Regions from separate parts of the Mus musculus genome. Here all the other regions are linked to region 1. The links are chromatin contacts, called in public Hi-C, HiChIP or PLAC-seq and promoter capture Hi-C maps. All regions are on one chromosome and are shown on one strand. The core of a region is the stretch at or near the end of the contact, and the rest is flanking DNA. Distances in the headings are between cores, read along the strand shown. Region 1 holds the start of Drc7 (dynein regulatory complex subunit 7). Region 2 has its middle 9.8 kb from the start of Gm31277. Region 3 holds the start of Adgrg5 (adhesion G protein-coupled receptor G5). Region 4 has its middle 8.9 kb from the start of Gm31277.

Region 1 (2,766 bases), core at 92-2,591:
AAGTAATGGAGGCTGCAAAAGGTTGACGGCCTTCCCCCCACCCCCGTACCCCTCATCCCCACACACCCCAGTCACACAACTGGGGCAAGGTGAGCAGTCTGGGAGTAGAACCTCAAACTGAATCACATCCCTCTATGACCCCCGCTCCCAGCCCAGATGCTACCAATCCTGCCTTGGTCCTTTCTGACCGCCAGCGCTGGGCTGGGAAAGCCCCAGTCCGGACACTCACGAGTGATCAGCTTGGGTAGGGATCTCGATGGCCATCAGCTTCCCCTCCAGGTCTCGAAGCTCATCCTGGCTCAGGATGGTCCCCTCTCTGCTCACTTCGGCGGACTTTGTCACCCTCTCCAGCTTCTCAGTCCGTTCGGCCCTCTCGGCTGCTTCTTCACGCTCAGCCTCCTCCTCCTCCTCCACTTTCTCTCTCAGGACCTCCATCCTGACAGCTAGAGATGAGGAAAAAGCAAAGACGCTCAAAATGGCCGTTGTCCGACAGGAAGAAGTCACCGAGACCACTCGTACATGCTGAGTGGTCCCAGGTACATTCCTCATGGAGGAGGAGCAACATCCCTTGGAAGCATCCCTTCCACCAGCCAGGAACAGACCTCCAACCTAGCAGCATGGTCTGGTTTTTAAAGCCCTTTGCTGCCTCTTAGGTACAGGGAGATAACCAAGAAGTGGGTTATATTTTTATTAATAAAGTTATACTTTTATTTCACAGCTCACTAGAAACCTATTGTGTGGTAAACACAAAAATGATATCCCTCATCCTTAACAGACTGATGTAGTTAGTCCTATGAGTCCCATTCTACAGGTGAGAAGAGCAAGGACTAGAGAGCCTAAGAGAATCATCGGAGTTACATACAGCAGAGAGCAGATCTTTGACTGGAACCCATGGATTTCTGCCTTTGAAACCCATGTAAGAGGGGAGCTATGGAAGGGAAAGGGGTGGGAGATGGGGGGTGGGGAGCAAGGAAAGAAACATGACAGAAAGATCAAGGTGTCAGGGGGCAGGCCAGCTCTAGCTGGGGCTCAAGGTCACAAATTAGGCCATCAAAGTGGGTCTGGGTCCAGACCTGCAACATTAACACCCCCCCCCCCATACAGGCTACCTCCTCAGCTACTGAGGGACCCATAGTGTCCTACCAGAGCCTCTTCCCAGCAGCCTTCTCCTCTCCACAAAACAGCCCTTCCCGACAGGTCAGGGCTAGGAGACCCCAGGAAGGAATACTTTGCTTCTCTGGGCCCTCCCTCCCTATCTCAAGCAGGTCCAGCCATGCCCAGTTTCCAGTTCCCTCCTTACCCTCCAAGAACAGCCTTACTGTTACTTGTCTCTATGGTAACAGCGGAGGGCAGGCCCTGGGAGAGGAGGCTTCTGGGAAATGTAGTTTCTTGTGATTGCTTAGGTTCCAGTTTTCCTCCTCCTCCACCACCACCACCACCACCACCACCATAGTGTGCTGGATGGTAGAGTAAGAGAATACAAGAGATGGTCACCAAGCTTTTAGCAATTATTGTGAACCAGTTGTCAAATGCAGCATTATTAAATGATTAAAAACCTCCAGAGAATTATTGCTCCCGATACATGAGCGAGGCAACATATAAAAGTGTTTATTGGGACTTAAGGTTCCAGAGGGTTAGAATCCATGATCATCATGTCAGCAAGCATGGCAGCAGACTGGCTGGTATGGTGCCGGAGCATAAGCTGAAAATTTACATCCCAATCTACAGGCACCAGGTCGGGGGTTGTGGGTGTAGCTAACTGAGAACGTATGAACTTTGGAAAGCGCAAAGCCCAGCCCCAGTGACACACCTCTTCCAGTGAAGCCACGCCTCCTCCAGAGAAACCACTCCTCCCACTCCTTCTAATCAGTTCCACCAATGGGGGACCACCAAACATTCGAATATATGAGCCTATGGGAGTCATGTCCTTCAAACCACTGCATGAAGTACTTACAATAAAAACAAAAGCAGTAGATGCTGAAAGCCCATCACTTCCCAGCTATCTGGCTACTTCCTGAAGTGGAAACTTAAGGGTTCTTTGGGAAGTCAGTTGTGTTGGATGGTGTTTTGCTGGGGCAAACAGGTGAAAGAAAGTTTAGCTGACACAGGAGAAAGGATATTCTGCTAAAGCAAGCCCATGAAAGGACTCGCGATGAAGGATTCTTCACTAGTGACATGCATGTATTGGTCCACCTTACATTGTGTAGTTGAGCTGCATTTGTTAGGACTCTATAGAGAGAAACGCACCAAAAAACCCTTCTGGTGGTGTGCTTCTTGACGCTTCCTCCGTCTCGGGCTGATTGGCAGAGTGAAATCAGCTGAGTCGCACTCACGTGCTGAGGCAAGATCAGTGAAGGACATGTGATGTTTGGAGGGAGTATAAATAGGACCTAACAGACTGTGATGAAGGCAGAGCTTGGCTTTCTTATAGAGCTGGCTGTGCAATGCTTGTTGGTCTCACATCTTTGCTGATCCTTACTTTGCTGAGAGAGGCACAACTGAGAAATTTTCCTGGTGTTCCTGCTGGTCCTGGTCCCTCCTGCTGACTTGTGCCGAGGCTGAGGCCTGGCACCAATGCTGCTAACCCAACTCTTTGGAACTGGACAGCTGATATTTCCATGGAGTGTTTTTGAGTGGACTGTGCTGCTGCTGCTGCTGCTGCTGCTGCTGCTGCTGCCCTGTGAGCTGAAGTGCCAATTTCCAGACAACACAGACAGGAGTTGCTCCATTTCTAGACAGGTCCGCTTCCCCTGTAGCCTTTCTTTT
Region 2 (3,216 bases), core at 68-2,567, 140 kb before region 1:
TCTGCCTCCCAAGTGCTGGGATTAAAGGCATGCATATTTTAAGAGAAATTCAGTAGCTAGATGTGGTAGTACATGCCTGTAATCCCAGCACTCAGGAGACAGGAGGGTCTCTGTGTGTTTGAGGCTAGCCTGGTCTACATGTCAAGTTCCAGGCCTCCCAGAGCTACATAGAGCAGTAGTTCTCAACCTTCCTTATCCTGAAACCCTTTAATACACAGTTCCTTATGTTGTACTGACCCCCAACCATAAAACTGTCTTGTTGATACTTCATAACTGGAATCTTGCTACTGTTAGGAATTTGTGATTCCCCAGAGGGTGACAAACCACAGACATAGAGAGAGCCGGATCTCAACCTATGGGTCATGACCCCTTTGTGGAGTGGGAGTGGGGGTGGGGAGAAGGGTCAGAGGACACTCTCACAGGCACATCAGGCATCCTGCACATCAGATATTTACATTAAGGTTCATAACAGTAGCAAGATTACAGTTATGAAGTAGCAACAAAATAATTTTATGGTTGGGGGGGGTCAGCGCAACATGAGGAACTGTATTAAAGGGTCACAGCATTAGGAAGGTTGAGACCCCTGTAAAAGGGCTTTATAAGATAATTAAATTGGTCGTATACACACACACACACACACACACACACACACACACACACACACACACAGAGTTCCATTTTCATCACCTAAAAGGTGACTTACCTGAATTAACCTAGGTTGTACAGGAACAAACAAGAGAAATAAAAGACCAGGCATAACAGCCCAGTGCTCAGGAGGCAAATGTAGTGGATCTCTGTGAGTTGGAGGCCAGCATGGCCTATATAGTGAGACCCTATCAATCAATCAATCAATCAGTCAGCCAATAAAAATAAACGGATTGATACAAATACATCGGTGAGTTAAATGGAATCTGAAGTCTAGGTTTGGTTGTTTTGCCTTTAAAAAAAAAATCCTTTATATGCATATGGCTGTTTTGCCTGCACACATGTTGTAGACCTTCCCCTCAGAGCCCAGAAGGGGGCATTGGATACGCTGAAACTGCAGTTACATACAGTTGTAAACTGCGTTGGGAAGCAAGCCCAGGTCCTCTAGAAGAGCAGCCAGTGCTCTTAGCCTCTGAGCCACCACTCCTGCACCCAGTCACACCTTTTGTTTAAAGTCATTTTAACCCAGGGCCTTCTTATTCTGTAGCCTTCACTGGCGAGAAACTAGCTGTATAGACTAGGTGACCCCGAACTCACAACAACCCCCATCTGGCTGTCAGGTCCTGGGGGCAGAGGTGAGTGCCACCACGCCCAGCTGCATTGCTTAATTACAGCTAACCCTTTGGACCCAGGTAACCATTTGCCTCAAACTGTTAAGGCAGGTTCCTAGAGCTGGCAAATAGATGTGCCGGCTTCCTTATTTCATTGCAGTAACAAAATACCCGGAACAAAATGGCAAGTGAAAAGAGGAAGGGTTTTGGCTCACAGCTTGAGGATACAGTCTGTTACATCAGGGAAAGCATCAGGAAGCTGTGTGCTCCTGCCTGAGCAGGTGCAGAGCGGGGGCTCAGCTCACCTTCTCCTCTCCCCACTCCCCCCTTTTAATGCACGTGAGGATTTCAGCCTACTGGATGGTGCTCCTGCATCAGGGTGGGTCCTCCCTCCTCAGTTAAACTTCCTCGGAAATGTTTCCACAGACAAATCCAGAGCAGTGCCTCAGTGATGGCAGGGTTTTGTTTGTTTGTTTATTTGTTTGTTTGTTTTTCATTTCATCAAACTGACTATTGAAATGGTCTGCCTGGTGACACTTGCGAGCCCTGAAGTCAGGCGGATGGAGCTGCAGGCGTAAGCTCTGATGTGCTTTGCTCATGTTGCTGTTAATCCCTGGGTCCTCTGATCTCTCAGCTGCCATTAAGACAGAAAAAGTACATTCTTCATGATGCCAAAGGGAACAAACGTCTTAGATTCTGAAATTAACGTTTAAGAGGGTAAGGGAAAATGAAATCATCACCGAAGTTTCATTATCTATCTATCTATCTATCTATCTATCTATCTATCTATCTATAGTTTTGTTTTTGACACAGGGTGACCATCAGTAGCTCAGGCTGGCCTTGAACTCTCGACCTTCTGAGTACTGGGATTGCAAGTATGTACCATCACACCCAGCTATGTCTGGCACTCTATGGAGCCTAGGAAGATTTCTCAGACCTTGCTTGCAGCCATGCTATAGGTCCTAAGCCTGGACTATCTCAAATTTTTGGCCCTAAAGGCCTGATGATTCTTCAGAGTCCTTTTACTTTTATTTATTATTAATTAATTAATTAATTTTGGTTTTTCAATGACAGCGTTTCTCTGTCCTTTTTCTCTGCCCTTGCTGTCCTGAAACTCACTGTGTAGACCAGGCTGTTCTTGAACTCAGAGATCCCCCTGCTTCTGCCTCTGAATGCTGGGATTAAAGGCGTGCGCCACCAAGGCCAGACTTCTTCAGAATTCCAATAGCAAGCAAGGCTTGCAGTTTCTCTTCTCGGCTTTTAGGTTCGTCACTTCTGCCTCAGCTCTCTCTCTTCTCTTTCCACCCATCTGTTGCCCCTGCCCTGGCCACTCTTGACCTGCTCAGCCTCTTCAGCTCCCGGGGAGCGGGCTACCTTGCTGCTCGTGTATTGAGTGACTGCTAACCCGTAGCCTTGGCTGCTTCGTCTGCTGCTGCGTTCTTGGTTACTCCTCATCCCACGGTACTAAAACTAGGTACAACAAGACTGACTGAAAGACTTCTGTGGAGCCAGCCTGATGTTGCAACACCAGAGGAGACAGCACAGGATGGTATCTGTCTCCCAGCCAACTCACCAAGAGAGCCCGAACCGCCTGCTTATATGCCTTAGAAGGGGTGACTGTACTAACAACAATACACTTCACTTGCAGATGAAAGTCTGCGATTGCACCAATCACTGGGTTGTCTCGAGCACAGGTCACAGCCGACACTTTGCTAGGCCACTAGTGGAAGTGTCACCCCTCTGGGCTAGGCAAAGATGGTTATGGGAACGTCTAGAGTTTACTAAGGCCACAATAGCAAAATGTCTGCACGTTAGTCTTTCAGACAGTCCAGGTTGCAACTGCACCTCCAGGAGAGGGGCGGTCAGCTGGGCCTGAGTAGTTTTCTCTCAGAACTCCTGATGCTGACAAGAGTAGAGCAGCGGTTCTCAACCTGTGGGTGGGGACTCCTTTGGGAATCAA
Region 3 (3,002 bases), core at 499-2,998, 130 kb after region 1:
AGGTAGGGATAGAATTAGGGTACTAGAGCATCATCCACTTAACTTCCTGGGGTCTCAGAGAATGGATGTGGGGCAAAGTTTGGGGGGACCAAGGAAGCCTTCAAAGGGACAACATGAACTGTTTCTATTGAGACAGCCTGGGTTATGACAGTAGAGGACCAGGTGACACAGAAAACCTCAGCTGATGGAACTCTTAGTGGAGAAACTGAAACCCCAATGGGTAGAAGAATTTGATCTCCAGGATCAGGGCCCTAAAGCCTGGTTTCCAGACCTTAGCCCTGCTGCTCCCAAGCAGAGGCACACAGAGAGGCAGCCTGACCCCATATATAACTGAAAATCAAAAGACCAGAGCTGAAGCTCACCCCATCCCCACCCCAACACCCCAGACAGAAGCTGTGGCTGCCACTTCATTCTCACGGGCAAACCTTTGCTTTTGCTTGTAACCTCCCGGTACCCACCCTGTCTCTGCCGATCAGGACCCAGGCATCATCAACCTGTCAACCCTCAGCCGTCAGGTTTCTATCTGTGCAGTTCATCACTTGAAACCCCCTTTCCTGACTTTCCAGGTGATTCTGGAAGACGGCAAGACGACATAATACCACAAAAGCCAAGCGTTTCCTTGGGGCTCAACAGCAGCCCCGTAGCCAAGCTGGGACCCAAACCTGGGCTTTCAAATTCCAAGCCAGCACCAGCAGCAACTCCCCAAAGGTGCCTGAAAAGCCAAGTGGTGGTAGGCAAGTGAGCAAGTATTTTAGGTCAGTTAAAATTGGGAGATTAAGATATACGTGAACAAGAAAAGGACCTTAGAAAGCTATGGGTTTAATAACCAGCTCCACTATTCAGTGCCCAGACTGCAAAGCACTGGCTTAAGAAACTGGCCTCAGTGACCTTCCAATTTCCTCGTGTGCAAAACTAGGCCAGAGAGACCCATTTCCCAGGGAGAGGAACTCAACCATTTCTAGGACTCTTTCCTGTGGGAATCAGCCCCTGCCCTAGGTCTAGTCCTCTAACTGTAGGCCTTGGGCAGGAATACATCTTCAGTGCATGGGGCGTAGGAGCCTCTGCTTTCCACCCAGCACAGATCTCGTACCTCAGCCACGCCAGGTCCTGCCCAGGACAATCCTCCTGCTTATACATGGCTCCTCAAACAGCCATCCCTGCTCACCACTGGCTGGGCTCTGCCTCTGGCTTTCTCTAGGTGCCCCTGGCTGGGATGAGGAATGGGCCAAGTCGATCAGCATCAAGTCACAGCCCAGAAAGATGCTGCTGTCAGCTCTTTTAGAAGTGGGCAACGGGGGCCACTGTAAACCACCAAGGAGTCTGGCCCCGCTTGTCTGGAGGTCCTTTCTCTGAGACCCTGTGTCTCCCAGGCTGCACAGGAACTTCCTCAGTTCCTATTTGCCGGGCGCAGAGCATCTTACAGTCTACCCGCTGTCACTCAAGCCTTGTGCTACACGACTCACCTCGTTTTCTATATGAGAAATCGGGATTCGGGAAAGCTACCCCCCCCCACCCCCCAGATATAATCATGGCTTAACTTCACTTCTGAAAGTAGAGGCTTCTCTGGAGTTGGAAGGAGGTGGGTCCCTAGCTTGTCACTCCTGGGATGGCATGAGATCTGTGCACCTGGGGTCTGTGGATGGGGACCAATGGGTGGGAGGGTGGAGGGGTCCAGGGGACTAACCTGTAAAGCAGTCAGCGGCAGTCACGTCCTCACTGCTGTCTCGAGATGGTCCTCTAGCTTCTGCAGGGAGAAAAGGAAGTTGAGAGGAGTTGAAAGCTGTGGCTTTTCTGTTCACCTCGGCCTACTTACTCCCGGGCTTTTCTGGCCTCCCTTCACCCTATGCTCCTGCCTCACTTCTTTTGTGGTAGCACTCTCTGTTTCCTCTGAGCTGTCGGCTAGATCAAGGTCCCCTTGGTCACACTCTGGGGGGGGGGGGGGGCGGGTGGAGGGGGGGAGACTGGGCTCAGCCTCCCCAGAAGTGCCAGGAGAGACAGACAGCATGGTGTTGTGGAGGGTTCAGGACGGTCCAGCTCTGCACCCTTGGGCAAGCTATAGCTCCTTCCTAAGTCTCAGTTTCCCCATTTATAGAAAGGGAAAATTTATATTTTTAATATATATATATTTCCTCATGTATAACAGCAATCAGACCTGCAAGTGTCATAGATGCTGAACTGATAGCCTAGAGAGGACAAGGACGCAGTTCCAGGTGGTCCAGGGCAGATCTCAGGAAGTATGGCCAGAATAGCAGGGAGAGAAAGCAGACTAGCCTCGCCTTCAGTCAGAAGTCCCACGAGCGTAGCCTATAATACCAGCTATGCTCTCTACAGAGTCCTAAAGAGACCACGGAAGTGATTCAGAGATGGGGAGCCTATCCAAATTCCCTGCAGAAAATCATAACTCAAGAACCTCTTCTGCTCCTGCGGTAGTGGGGCTGAGGGGCACAGAGACGCAGGGAAAGGAAGAAAGCACGGGTCCCAGCACAGTCTTCCTGCCCTCCACCGCTCAAGCCAGCTTCTTCACAGTCAGTTCCTCATAGCTCACAGTGGGTGTAAGGGGCTCAGAGGGAAAGGGGGCCCCACCCCAGATGCCATCAAAGGTTTTGCAGGGCCCCTGTACAATTGTGTCTCAACTCCTTGGCCAGACTCCCACTGGGTGACTTAGATAAGCATTTGCCCTTTTTGCACGTTGTTTTTTTTTTTTCCTGGCTATTGTCTTTAGTGGTGTTTGGCCTCAACCCCAGGGCCTTGTGCACGCCTCGAAAGCATCTGCTGGCTGAACCACCGCCTTAGCTCCCACACACCCATGCTTTAGTTTACTATAACCAGACGTTCACCTCCTGGCCTTTCCTAGGGAGGGTGGGGGAGGCGGTTGTCCGGGATGCCTTGGGGACTGAACCACCAACTCCTTTATGCTCCGTGGTGAGCAGCTGCACAGAAGGCCTAGGTAGAGAGCTCTGATCCCCAAGTCCCCACAACCTCTGTGTTTCCTACCTCACTGT
Region 4 (2,750 bases), core at 17-2,516, 160 kb before region 1:
TAAATAAATCTTTAAAAAAAAAAAAAAAGGAAATAGCCACATGTGACGGTACACAGCTATCACCCCAGGACTGGACGGCTGAGGCTAGAGGACCTAAGTTCAAGACCTGCTCAGGCTACTTGTAAAGACCCTGACTCAAAGGGTCAAAAAGAGCCATGGTCACCTGCCCAAAACAGAACCCATAACAACTGCATCATCACTGGCGGGTTCGGTTCTGAGTGAGGAGCTCTTGTTGGTTAACGGCTAACTAAAGAAGCCGGTTTGTTTGCTTTTTAATATTTATTTTTCTAATGTGTGTAAATGTTTTGCCTACATGTACATATGTGTGCCACCTGTGTGCCTCACGCCCACATAGGCCAGAAGAGTACATCTGATCTCTTGTAACTGACAGTTTGTTACAGACAGTCATGAGCCACCATGCTACCGATGGTTGTGAACCGCCACATGGTTGTAGGGAATTGAACCCAGCTCCTCTACAAAAGCAACCAGTGGCTCTTAACCAATGAGCCATCTCTCCAGCTGTTTGGACATTGGGTCCCGCCGTGTTTCTCTGTAGACCAGGCTGGCCTTGAACCCTACTTTGATCTACCCTGCCTCTGCTTCCCACGTGCTGGAATTAAAGGCATGCACTGCTATTCCAGCTTCTGTGATGAGATTCCACGTGTTCCTCATGTGTTCCTTTGCCCTACGACACCAGAGTCTAGAATTGCACTTTCTGACCTCATATCCATGGGCAGACACTCTTCAGCCCGCTTTCCCAGTGTCAGTAGACCGCCTGGTTCCCCATGTCAGTAGACCGCCTCGTTCCGTCTCATCGTTTCTCTGACTTCCGTGCCTTGCTTTTGAAATTTGACTGTTTTTCCCATCTCGCTTCTGCTTACTGCACCGCTGTTTGTCCCTCAGATTTTAAGTGCTTAAGCTTTAGAGTGAGATGTATCTCAGTTAAAGTTCACTGGAGGATAATAGATTGGACTGCGTTCAGCAGATCCATCAGTAAGCAGTGTCTGCCAGGAAGGAGAGTGCTAAGAAGAGATGGCTGAGCCACTGAAGCCCAGAGAGGGGACTTTGTATTGTCACCATCAGCCTGTGGCATTTACATGAAAGGATAGAAGCGGGGGTGTTGTGGGGGGAGGGGCAGAAATAAAGGAGGCATATTGTTTATTTCTGCTTGCTCATGAACATCACACGATGACTACACTTACGGCTGAAAACTGTGACTCAGATTTGAACTGTCCACTGCAGGCTGCAGTTGTCGTCGCCCAGAAATGACTAATTCCTCTGCAGACAATAAACTAAGCAGAATAAGGACATTGAGTCACGGATTCCCAGCTCAGAGGCAAGGGGCGGGGGGAATCACAGGGCACCCACCCAATTCTAATAAGCCAGGGCTAAAAATATCGGCATGGCATGGCCGATGGGAAAACAGCGTTACTGCTGTAGTAAATCTGTCAGCAGGTGACACGCAGCAGCTGTGGTGTAATTAACAGCACCCAAAGCTGGGAGGAGTCCCAATCCTTCTACTCGGTAGTTACTTTACCTTGGGTGTTTGTCAGTGTAAAGACAATTGACTAGAGGAGTATTTATTACCAGAGGTAAGTTTTAGGACAAAGTAACAAAATGAGGCAATCATTGTATCCATTGCTTTAGCCTCTGGTAGGCGTTGTAGTATCTGCTAAGTGCTGACTCGAGTCTTTATGTTTTCTGCTTTAGAAAGCCACAGATCTTCTCTCTTTCCCGAGCTTTTGTACACTGCACTCATATGAGTGTCTTATCACTTAGACTTCCCTGGGTTCTGCTCTCATCGCCACTGTCCTATTTGTGGATGACGCCTTATCATTGGTTTATTTCTTGGCCTTGGACCTGGAGCAAGCTAGGCAAGGGCTGAGCTATACTGAACTACACCTCCAGTCCCTTTAGCAAGTCTAGATGTTGCTCCAATTTGGTGAGGCCCTGCTGTGGTTTGTATCCTTTCTTCCAAAGATCACACAGAAATGTAGTCACCATTCTTTTGTTTTGTTTTGTTTTTGTTTGGTTTTTTGGTTTTTTTTTCGAGACAGGGTTTCTCTGTGTAGCCCTGGCTGTCTTGGAACTCACTTTGTAGACCAGGCTGGTCTCAAACTCAGAAATCTGCCTGCCTCTGCCTACCGAGTGCTGGGATTAAAGGTGTGCACCACCATGCCCGGCTATGTAGTTGCCATTCTTAACAGTGTTGAGAGGCAGCAACTTGACAGAGGTGTCAGGTCAAGTGGGCAGAATCATGTTGTTTCAGGTCTGGGTTACTTACAAAAGCAAGTCTGCTGGCCATAGTGGTGCATGCTTTTAATCCCAGTGCTTGGGAGGCAGAAGAAGACAGATCTCTGTGAGTTTGAGGCCAGCCTGAACTACTGAGTTCCAGGACAGCCAGGGCTACGTAGTAAAACTGTCCAAAAAAAAAAAAAAAGGAAAGAAAAAGAAAGAAAAAAGAATGAAAAAATGAAATGAAGAGAGGAAGGAAAGAAAAGAAAGTCTAAGCCATATTCTTCAGGCAACTGGAAGAAGCCATTTTGTTGGTTTTGTTTTGAGAAAGGGTCTCCCTCTGTAGCCTAAACTGACCTTGAACAAAGGATCCTCCTGCCTCAAACTCCAAGTGCTGGGCCCACAGGGGTAACATCATTATGCCCAGTTAGGGTTTGCCTTAGTTATTTATTATTATTATTATTATTAGTGTGTGTGTGTGAGTGATATCTGTTGGTACAGGCACATGCATGGAG

Evidence for each region. Hi-C and Micro-C count contacts between places; a contact is called where the count stands out from the background. HiChIP or PLAC-seq counts read pairs in DNA pulled down with a chosen protein or histone mark. Capture Hi-C pulls out chosen DNA fragments and counts their contacts.
Region 2: an H3K27ac HiChIP or PLAC-seq map of embryonic stem cells shows a contact between it and region 1, with 5 read pairs. The contact joins the enhancer-like site here to the promoter of Drc7 in region 1. A contact is called at or near these places in 2 of 115 datasets of contacts at active chromatin or transcription factors (both in embryonic stem cells) and 2 of 9 other capture datasets (adipose tissue and liver).
Region 3: a promoter capture Hi-C map of liver shows a contact between it and region 1. The contact joins the promoter of Adgrg5 here to the promoter of Drc7 in region 1. A contact is called at or near these places in 9 of 39 promoter capture datasets (the 3T3-L1 cell line, 3T3-L1-derived adipocytes, cranial neural crest and 5 more), 1 of 484 Hi-C or Micro-C datasets (hematopoietic stem and progenitor cells), 2 of 115 datasets of contacts at active chromatin or transcription factors (CD8 T cells and acute myeloid leukemia) and 4 of 9 other capture datasets (adipose tissue, liver, macrophages and 1 more).
Region 4: a Hi-C map of bone marrow-derived macrophages shows a contact between it and region 1, with 36 read pairs. The contact joins the enhancer-like site here to the promoter of Drc7 in region 1. A contact is called at or near these places in 1 of 39 promoter capture datasets (neural stem cells), 4 of 15 datasets of contacts at CTCF or cohesin (embryonic stem cells and stem cell-derived epiblast-like cells), 20 of 484 Hi-C or Micro-C datasets (B cells, the G1E-ER4 cell line, the HL-1 cell line and 8 more), 7 of 115 datasets of contacts at active chromatin or transcription factors (embryonic basal ganglia, embryonic stem cells, fibro-adipogenic progenitors and 2 more) and 3 of 9 other capture datasets (adipose tissue, liver and pancreatic islet).

What each region holds. Positions count from the first base shown.
Region 1 is chr8:95,053,678-95,056,443 of GRCm38.p6, reverse strand. Drc7 (dynein regulatory complex subunit 7) reads right to left here and starts at 1,341. Exons shown (of 18, transcript NM_001042715.3): 1 at 1,301-1,341; 2 at 230-443. The coding sequence starts at 435.
Region 2 is chr8:95,189,797-95,193,012 of GRCm38.p6, reverse strand. It overlaps a transcript of Kifc3 not described here. Among named protein-coding and RNA genes, the nearest start is that of Gm31277, 9.8 kb to the left of the region's middle. Within about 2 kb of position 1,317, at least 11 of the 459 cell types and tissues checked have an H3K27ac peak or open chromatin away from gene starts, as enhancers often do. A contact at or near this core is called in adipose tissue and embryonic stem cells, where this site is marked.
Region 3 is chr8:94,922,440-94,925,441 of GRCm38.p6, reverse strand. It overlaps Adgrg5 (adhesion G protein-coupled receptor G5), which reads right to left and starts at 1,748. Exons shown (of 12, transcript NM_001145972.1): 1 at 1,685-1,748.
Region 4 is chr8:95,208,732-95,211,481 of GRCm38.p6, reverse strand. No RefSeq gene overlaps it. Among named protein-coding and RNA genes, the nearest start is that of Gm31277, 8.9 kb to the right of the region's middle. Within about 2 kb of position 1,266, at least 73 of the 459 cell types and tissues checked have an H3K27ac peak or open chromatin away from gene starts, as enhancers often do. A contact at or near this core is called in the HL-1 cell line, bone marrow-derived macrophages, fibro-adipogenic progenitors and 1 more, where this site is marked.